2 separate regions of the Gossypium arboreum genome follow, and region 1 is linked to region 2. The links are chromatin contacts, called in public Hi-C maps. All regions are on one chromosome and are shown on one strand. The core of a region is the stretch at or near the end of the contact, and the rest is flanking DNA. Distances in the headings are between cores, read along the strand shown.

Region 1 (5,251 bases), core at 1,817-4,316, 930 kb before region 2:
TACTATATATTTTGTAAGTCTTTAGTAAACATAAAATGCAAAGCTAACCAAGCCTGTACTTGGTTGCATGTAGCATTCTCGGAGGGTCAATCGTTTAACTTGTAGGAGGAAAGTTACACACCGTTTTCTTTTTCTTTTTTTAATTTCGAAATGATTCCTACTTGATCTCGGGTTAACTTTAGAGCTTTCGTAAGCTCAATTTAGACTCACATTTGTCTGTAAAACATGATTTGTTTTTATGCGTTAGATAGTTAAATGTTTATTTTAAATTTTTTATTTAAAATTTTGCATGCAACTATTCTATTAATGATTACATATGTTTGTATAAATACTATAATTAATTAAGGAAAAATGTTAAATTTAACTTTAAATATTTATATCTTTTGTCAATTTGTCTTTTATTCTTTTTTTTTGCTAAATTTGGTCATTAACCTTTCAAAAAGAGTAAAAATTTTCTTTTTTACTAAAATACTGACTAAAACTTTAATTTTTTAAATGAGGTTGGTGTGACAACTCACATGGTAGTTCACGGGTACTTTATGTTGACATGATACTATTTGTTTTATATGCCAAATCAATTTTTTTAAAAAATTAAAAAATTTCAAAATTCGAAGTTCTAAAATTTAAAAAAATATGTAGATTGCCATGCAAGCTGCCTTGTTTAAAAATCTAACAAGTTGCCTTGTTTAAAAATCTAACATTTAAGTCAATATTTTTGTTAAAAGATAGCAATTGAACTCTTTTAAAAGATTAATGGTCAAATTTAACTCTTTTAAAAGATTAAAGACTAAATCTAACTAAAAATAAATAAAATTAAATTGATAAAAAATATAAATATTAAAAATTAAATTTTAAACCATTAATTAATATCAAGATAGAAAGTTCACGTCAGGTAAGATGCCACAATTATAAATATTTAATGAAACATCCATTTTTGTCATGAAATAAGTTCATAAAAAAGTTATTTATGTAAGTGGTAACTCAAGCTGTTGCAATTGGATGTGAATTTTGCAATGGAAAAATTATCTATCATTTGATGAATTTTATCCCAATAAAAGTGTTCGAAGAAAGTTGCGATGAAAATACATTTTGTTGCATCTAATTTTTATTTTAAAATTTCAAAAGCAATTTGCCCCATTAATCCAAATGGGGGTTAAAGCTGCATCCCGACAACTCAAGGTCTAAGATTAATTCTACATTATTAGGGCATTATCGGCTCAGTTGGTCGAATTTTTAAATTTTTGAATAATTTATTATAATTCAATTCAGTTTTCGATTTTATATTATTTTTAATTTATATGTCAAAAATTAAAAAAATAATTAAGTTTTTTATAAAAATTTCACCTAATAAATTCTGTCGTTAATTAAAATAATCAATCAAGCTCCATTATTAATGAAAACTGTATAAATTAATTGGTGACATGTGGTACTTTATAAAGCCCATCGTTCATTCATTATGTTAACTGTTCAAATAAATAGGCAAACCAATTAGTTGGTGACATGTGGTAGTTTCTAGTTTAATCTAAAAATTTTCACATAAAAATAATTACAGGAAAAATATGAAAAACTATAAAAAATAAAAAATTATTGAATATTAAAAATATTAAAATTAATACAAACTTATTAAAAATATAAAACTTATAAATATTATAAAAATATAAAAATCTAATAAATTATATATTTTTTATAAAATTAGTAAAATTGATTTAAAATTTTTAAAATTAAAAAAGTATTAGAGTTTTTAAAAGATAATAAAATATTATAAAATTATTAAAATATTAAAATTTATATAAACTTATAAAAACTATAATTTTTTTTTTAAAAATTGAATTGGATTGGATCACTAGTTAGATTGGTTAGTCAAAAATTTATCAGGGTATTGGTTCAGAGAAAACCACTAGACCGATTGATCTAGAAACCAGACGGTTGAATAGATTTTTTTAAAATATTTTTATCAAACCAAAATTTCATTATCCAACTATTAGAATATGTCAAAATAAAATTTTTCTGGCTAAGGTTTTCAAAATTGGACTAGTGGTTGAACCGGTCAGGCCATTGATTTTCTAGTTCGTCTGGTATGTCCAATTCAATTAAATACAATATTAAAAAATTTAAAAATAAAAAAAATAGATTAAACCAATCAGTTCCTAGGTCAATCGATCTAATAGCTTTCTAGATCGATACCCTTGATGATTTCATCTAATTGGTCCAATCGATTGATCATGTCTAATTTAAGTTTTATGATTTTTAAGTTTATATAAATTTTAATATTTTTATACTTTTCATACTTTATATAATTATAATAATTTTATAGAATTTTAATACATTTTACAAAAATTTAAATAAATTTTATTAATTTTATATATTTTTATAATTTATTAGATTTTTATATTTTCAATAATATTTATAATTTATTTATAAATTTATAGAGTTTTATATTTTTAATATTTATATAATTTATATAATTTTATAATTTTTATATTAAATTAAACTAGAAGTTACAATATTTTACCACTGATTGGCCCATCAAATTTATTTTAATAGTGGACTTTGTCAATAATAAAAGCCATTAATGGGACGAATAATTTATTGTTTAGTGACTTAATTGAGTGCAACTTTAATATAGTGACTTAAATGAATTTTTTTTGTATTTTTCTTAAAGGCTTTTTTAACATATAAGCTTTCATAGCTTTTGAATATTATTTGAAAAAATTTAAAGTTTTTTATATATTTCTAAATAAAATATTTTTTAAAAACTTTTAAATTATTTTCACTATTGTAGATATAAAATATCTTTTATATTATAAAATTTAAAATTATTTGTATATTAAATAAAAATAGAATTCATTCAATTTCTACTAAATATGGTTTTTAAACTTATATTTTGACTGTGTTTAGTATTATTTCTAACAAATATTTTTAGGACAAAAGAATATTCGTAAATAAGTTACTTTTCGAGAGAAAAATGTTTCTCACAAACCAAAAAAATTGGCCCAAAAACAATTTTTTGTTTTTTATTTTTGATTATCCTTGCTTGAAAAGGGACTATTATATCTCTCGTTCTAATTTATAAGCTTATAATGATACTAAAAAATAGTTGAGGAGCCAAAATAAAAATTTTACACGAAAAGAGTATTTATTTCGGCCAACTCGGCTTTTCATCGTATACCGAACAGCGCCCTCTTCCAGACTCGTCTCTCTTCGCCCTACCGTATCCCTGTCAGCTCATTTCTGCTCACGTCTCTCCTCCTCTTCCTCCGATCTCTGACCCAAGCCCTCTCTTCCACTCAAGTTTCCGACGAACCCAACCAAAGACCCGGATATTAAATAAAGGTAATTTTGAAACCCTAAACTTCATTTGCAGATTTCTACTTCAGTTATGGCTCGGCTTGGCTATGCGTCACTCGGCTTTATTTAATTTTATTTTTTCGACCGTAGTGCCTGTTACTCTGTCTCATCTCATACTCTTCCTCTGCTTGCATTGCTACAGACTATGTTGTCTTCGGATGGCTCAGACAACCATCCACAGTCCGGTTAGTTCTCTCTTTTTATTTTTCGTTTTGATTTTGTTTCAAAACAGTTTTTTACGCACCAAAAACGAAAAGGGTAGAAAATAACTTCAGTTATGTTTTCTTCGATTTGTTCAGTAAAAATAATAATGTTTTTCTTCTCTGAAAATGATTCCTCCAATCTTAATTTATTGTTTAATTAAGAATGGTGTTTGAGGCAGTAATATTAATAAAATACCCTTCTTATTATCATGGTATTTTTATGCGATTTGTTAATATGAGTACGTGTGGCCTCTCAGGCACTGAGAATTGTTTGAACGCAGTTGCTGGTGTAGGCTGGTATATACTTGGTGAAGATCAACAAAATGTTGGCCCTTATGCAATTTCTGAGTTACGTGGTAAGTTTTATACTTAACGCATGTTTTGAAATCATTATGGGCATTCAAAGTTTAGAATAATTGTCTTAAGTTCTGTATCAATGTATTATAGATTGCATTAGACAAAGAAATCAGAACAATTTTTTTTTTTAAATTGTAGTTTGTAGTAATTTGTGAGTTTTATGAAGTTGTTTGGTTTGGAGTACTGCAAATTTACTGGTGAATCTCTCTCCTTGAATTTCAGTTCCAGTAATCAGTAGCATGGTTTCAGGACAATTGTTCCATCTGTAACATGTTCAATTGGTCTAATGAGCTATTGAACCATCTGCTTTGCTTATTTGCTTCGCCTGCACAGAGCATTTCTTAAACGGATACCTCACTGAAAGTACACTTGCATGGTCTGAAGGGAGAAGTCAGTGGCAACCATTGTCCTCAATTCCCGAGTTTGTTTCTGTAATTTCTCATCAGGCCAACAATTTTTCTGCTACAGGTTAAATTAACTACTAGTTGCTCTTTTTATGATTTGTAATTAGGATCTTTATCTCCGGGATGTGGTTTTCACTTTTGATGTTTACAGTGTCCTCAGGCGATGATGATGCTTTCTTGAACAGTATGAAGGAGGGCGATAATTCAAATGCAGGTTGATATATATACTATCTTTATTGCAAAATAGTCACCATCTTAAGAGGGCTTCTGACCCTGTAATGTGCTGTGCAGTGCCTTCCAATGATGGTGATGGTAGTGATGAATTTGAGAAATGGCAGAGAGAGATTAGAGAGGCTGAGGCTGAGACAGAATGTTTGAAAACTGGATCTGTTTCTAGAAGTACTGGTGATGCCTTTGGTTTTGATGATCAGGATAGGCCTCTGACACCGCCAGAAGGTGAAGAAGAATTCACTGATGATGATGGAACCAGGTACAAGTGGGATAGAAATCTGCGAGCATGGGTTCCTCAGGTCGGTGCTCAGTCATTTTTGTTAAGTTGATTTGAAAACATGGTTAATCTTGGATTTCTTTAGTCGACATATCATTTTTGTCTATGTTAATTATTTTCTGAAATGTTATATACTATGGAGACTTCATTTAACATGTTTATTTCCTTTAGATAAAGTTTTGTTTTACAAAATGAAAAATTTCAATACTGAAAAAAATTATAGACTTCAGTTTTGAAAGTAATGAGTACTAAACTCTTGCAAAAATGTTTGATATGCTACTAAATTTTAAATACTTAGATTATTATTATTATTATTGAGTAGATAAATTAGTAAAGCTAAAAAGGGAAAAGTAGTTAAAAGGAAAATAATATAGGGTTTATGTAATTAATGAAAGCTTTCCTCAAATAGGATGATTGAATATATTAAGTAG
Region 2 (4,908 bases), core at 1,997-4,496:
TATGAATGTTAGAACTACCTGCCAAACTTCAATGCCCACATATTTGATTGGCTTGAGCACATACAGATCAGGATCATCTTCAAATTCTGGAGAGAAAACAATATCATTCAATTTTTTATTGCAAATTCTTCAATTAAAAGGTTCTTTTCTTGAACAGATATATGGAAATATAAAGATTCATTGCGGAGTACCTGGATTGTCAATATAAGGAATCTTCCATTTCCCTTTATAATTAGGATTCTTGATTTTCTGTAGTGAAAAAACAAAGACTGTATTGATGAGAAGCTGCTGTCAAAACATTAGGCCTCATATTTACTTGTTAGAATGAAAGCAAACCTTAGGTTTCCATGGTCCTTTGTATTTTGGATTCGGTACCTTTGGTGCTTTCCAAATACCATCCTCTTCTTCATCCCACTCATCAGGCTAACCAATGAAAATACCATGATTTGATTGTAAAACCTTGAAATATGAGAAAACATGGAAAACATAGAAGCACATGGCTAATGGCTTAATATTTTTGCTTGTAGGTAAGAAACTAACCTCTTTAGCCTTAGGATCAGGAATTTCTTTTGGAATCGAATCATAACCCTGCAACACCAAAAGATGCTTAGTTAGGCCTATTTTGCATTTATATATATATATATATAAAAAGAAAAACCGTTGAGTATAGAGATGAAATAATGACATGCAAAGTTACCTCAGGTTTCGTGGCACTGGGATCTTCAATGTATTCTCTATCATCCCAGTCCGCAGGCTGCAAAAGATGGAAATTTACAGGTTTTAAAATTTGAAGTTTAAGAAAACAGACCTTAAGGAGTAAGCCTGAAAATCATAGTCAATATTGGAAATTAGGTATCCTAACTGAGACTGTTTAACAATGTACTGTTCAGTCTTATGGAGAAATGCTGAGGTCACAGTCAGTATTGTATCTAAGATTTTCTAAGGAAAAAAGTAACACAAGTGCTAATAAAATATAGGAGGCTTCTAAGTGCAAGTTGTAACCTTTTTAGCTTTGAGATCTTTGATTTTACGGGGAGGAAGAATATCCCAGTCCGTATACATGCTTCCAGAATCCCTTTCACGATTATCTACGAGGATACTATAACTTGCATCTGGCCTAAGAATGAATGTGTAGAAATGAGTCAACTTGTCTGTTTCACATTCCAATTCCTTCTTAATAGGGTAATTCTGGCCCTGGTAAGAAAGTATAACATGGAGCTTCTTTGTTTGTGTCCCACAGATATCTGGCCCAAACATTAAGCTGCAGGGTTAAAAAAGAGAGATTAGCCGAGTTTACTCAAGTGGCTGGTAAGAAAAGCTTCCTAGAACAATATCAAACCTATATGGTGTGTCCCCTCCAAATTTCTTTTGATTGACAAATCCGGAGAGAAGCTTCATGTAACCGCCACCGCATTCAATGTCCTGCTCAAACCTTATGGAATACTGGATGACCAATGTCCTGTTCTTATTTGTAAACTCAGGGATCTTTGCGGATATTGCAAAATGTTTAGCATCGCCAGACGTCTGAATACCTACAGAATTATTTATAGTCATTGTCAAAATGAAGAGACAACTGGGCAAAAGTTAAATTTATCAGCGAAAAAAGGCATCTCAGGTATCATTCTGGTGAAAACACTTTTTATCTTCAACTTGATCGCAAGGTTAACACGATTTAAGTTCATTTATTCACCAAAATTCTCTGTTTTTTTTTTTTCCAAACAACACAATCATTTTGGAATAAAGCAGCAGGAGCTAAAAGCATACCTTTATCATCAGGATCTCCAGACCACTTTCCAGGTGTGTGTTTAAACGATCCTGCTTTTCCTTCACTTTTTTTCCAGTCAGATTTTACCCAACGACTTTGCCATCCGTCTGTTCACAACATCAGGTGTTACCAATGTAGTTAAAAACCCATACGAGTTCCATATATTGCAAGCCAATTGAGAGCAAGTAATATAAAATCACAGAAAGCTCGTTACTTCAACGGATGTAGAATGACACCACTTAACAGTCACGTCAACAACCTCAAATGGGTAGCCAGAAACAACCCGGACTCGATACCATATTAAACATCCATTGTAAAACCAGTTTATAATAAGTATCTACCCAACTAATTTTAATACCTTTTTTTTTTTTTTTTGCCCCTTTCTCTGTTTGCTTGAAAACTTACAGCAAGAAAAGACCAAAAACCTAACAATCTTACCGCGCTATCCATTAGGCTTATCACATCTAAGGAAGTCTGCAAAATAAATAAACCAACTACAACTCAAATAAATTTTGATTTGGGTAAAATTTTCGAGTTCAATTTTATTCTGATTCAGGAGATTCTTATCATTTCGGAAAAATTTACACTCTAATTCAATTTTTATACAATTTTAAATTATATTTTTTTATAAAAATTCAGTTGACATTTAAATTTTTTTGGTCTTCCTTTTCGGTGTTCTTTGGGTGTCGAAACAAACAAAAAGGGAACTCTATCATAAGATTCTTGTCTTATTTCTTTCCCTTTCGCATTAATCTATAAAACAAAGAGTTCAAGTAAAATCATTGAGCTTTTATAAGTTTTTTGAGGACTGTTTATCTGCAATAGCAGAACAGATGAAACGCTCAGAAATTAAAATTTTAACTTAAAATAAATTGGTTGACTTACGCACTACCTTAGTCAATGTCTTGACATATCTACCGAAGAAAAAACAGGAAAAGAGATAAATGTAAAAGGGTGTCGTATTTCAATCACAACTACATTTTTACTTCAAAATTCCCATACCTTCCCACAACCAAGCAGATAGTAAGGGGAAAAAATTACTGCAGTTATTAACAAGCCGACAAAGATTTTCAGTTGATGACGTGGCGAACGGAATTCATAAATTTTTCTTTTTCAAAAGGAAAAAACTTTAAGAGATGTTGCAATGAAAAGCATGCAGGGAAAGACAGTACCTTCGAAACGCTCTTCAAAAATGATCTCTGAAATTGAAAACTGAAACAAAAACAAAAGTACAAGCAGTTTAAGCGTGACAATAGAAGAAGAATGTCGCGCCATTAGTGGGGGACGAGATACCACACACTGCCTGCCTATTGAGAAAGCTTGGGCTAGTTATAGAATGTTTGCAAAATTATTCACCCTCACTGTTTCAATTATTTACGGTGATGGCATGCAGTATTTAATTAATTTCTGATTTAGAGGACATTTCCTAGTGGGAACACCAAATGCTTGCTTTTTTAGATGAATAGAGGAGGGGAGGATTGAGGCCAAAAGACAGCCATAGCCATTGTTTTCCCTTTAATTACGTTAAGACCCCACATTTTTGTAATGATAGCCAATGAGAAGTGAGGACGACGTTGCAATGTCCAATTGTCTTACAAAACGCTTAGAATTTAATCTGAACAAAAAATAAATATATCACATCACTTTCAATTTGATGGTTTTTTTATATTTTATATTTTACAGCTGTGAAGAAAAACAAATTGATTTTAGTGCTTTAAATCCATTATAATGTTTTTTATAGAGGTTTTATAAGTACAATTAGAGCTAAAAATACAAATTTTAGAAATACATAGTTTATCCTTTTTCATTTCTCTTGAAAACAAGTATCTTTGATCTTTTCCACTTGAAGGTTTGAGATAGAAAATTACAACTTTTTAATTAAGCATGAGAATGTAGAATTGACATAATTTTTAACTTTAATTCTCAAATGGGTGGTTGTTTTAGTCATACTATTATTAATAATAAGGTTTAAGAAAAAGCAAGAATTTAATGACATGAGTATCACAAAACTCGTTTCTAGGAAACTATACTTGGGAGATAGGGACGAAGCCAGAAAATTTTTTTAGGGGGCCGGATAAAATTTTAATTTTCTATAGTTTATATCTTTATAATTTATAAATGATTAAATCAAATTTTTATAATTTTAAGCAAGACAAAATATAATTTTATATTTATTAATTTAAAATTTTTAAAAAATATAAAGAATTAAAAATATAATTTTATATTTTAGGGAGGCGAGCATCCCAGCCCCCCTAGCTACACCCTTGCTTGGGAGTGTTTTTCTATGTCCCAACCTAAGGGAAGGGGGCAACAGGGGCATTTTTGAAGATTCTGGGAAGTTCAAGGGCAACACTCTGTTCGTGGTCTTTCCTTGTAAATGGGTTTATACTTTGTAGACTATTCATTGACTGACTCCTTCAAAGTCAAAGTCTCCCCTTGGGTCTCTACTCACTGTTGATGTTAGGAACAAATATAGCCACTCACCATCTACCTAGATTAGTTTATTCGTTAATATATGATTTCTTGTAACAACTTCAAAAAATTCTCATTTTTAAAAATAATATTTAACATTATATTTTTAAATTAATATTTTAAATATTAAAGATATAAATGATGGTAACACTAAAATAAATTAAAATTTTAAATACTGATTATTTAATGCTAAATTTTATAAGTGTTAAATTTATATTAGAATTTCTTTTAGTAAATTAGTAAATATAAGTGTTGAATATAATTATATTGTTTGATAAAAGTAGATATTAATTTTAAAATATTATTTATTTTTAATTTTAACCTTATTAATATAATATTTTATTTTATTTTGGATAGTTTTATATGAAAGATAAAAATGATAATTTGAATATCTCATTTTTTTAAAATAATTTATTTCATTTTTAATAAAACAAAATCAACTCAATATTTTCGATGATAAGTAGTTACATACTTACTCATCTTATTCAATCCTCTTTTATTAAAAATTTATATAAAATAAAAATTTAAAATGATTATCAAACACATTCAAAATTTTCAATGATTTATCAAATAAATCCTAAAATCAAACAAATCCTAAATATATATATATATATATATAAATTTTCAATGATTCCAAATATATATAAAATTATAAAATACAAAAAATAAAG

What was found. Hi-C and Micro-C count contacts between places; a contact is called where the count stands out from the background.
Region 1: a Hi-C map of leaf shows a contact between it and region 2, with 4 times the contacts expected there. The contact joins the promoter of LOC108467086 here to the promoter of LOC108461522 in region 2.

What each region holds. Positions count from the first base shown.
Region 1 is chr2:35,925,445-35,930,695 of ASM2569848v2, reverse strand. It overlaps LOC108467086, which reads left to right and starts at 3,066. Exons shown (of 16, transcript XM_017767581.2): 1 at 3,066-3,333; 2 at 3,491-3,533; 3 at 3,833-3,907; 4 at 4,242-4,376; 5 at 4,464-4,526; 6 at 4,604-4,842. The coding sequence starts at 3,494.
Region 2 is chr2:34,997,811-35,002,718 of ASM2569848v2, reverse strand. It overlaps LOC108461522 (calreticulin-3-like), which reads right to left and starts at 3,246. Exons shown (of 14, transcript XM_017761390.2): 1 at 2,938-3,246; 2 at 1,765-1,872; 3 at 1,340-1,532; 4 at 1,003-1,261; 5 at 698-754; 6 at 541-588; 7 at 337-423; 8 at 192-249; 9 at 19-86. The coding sequence starts at 3,040.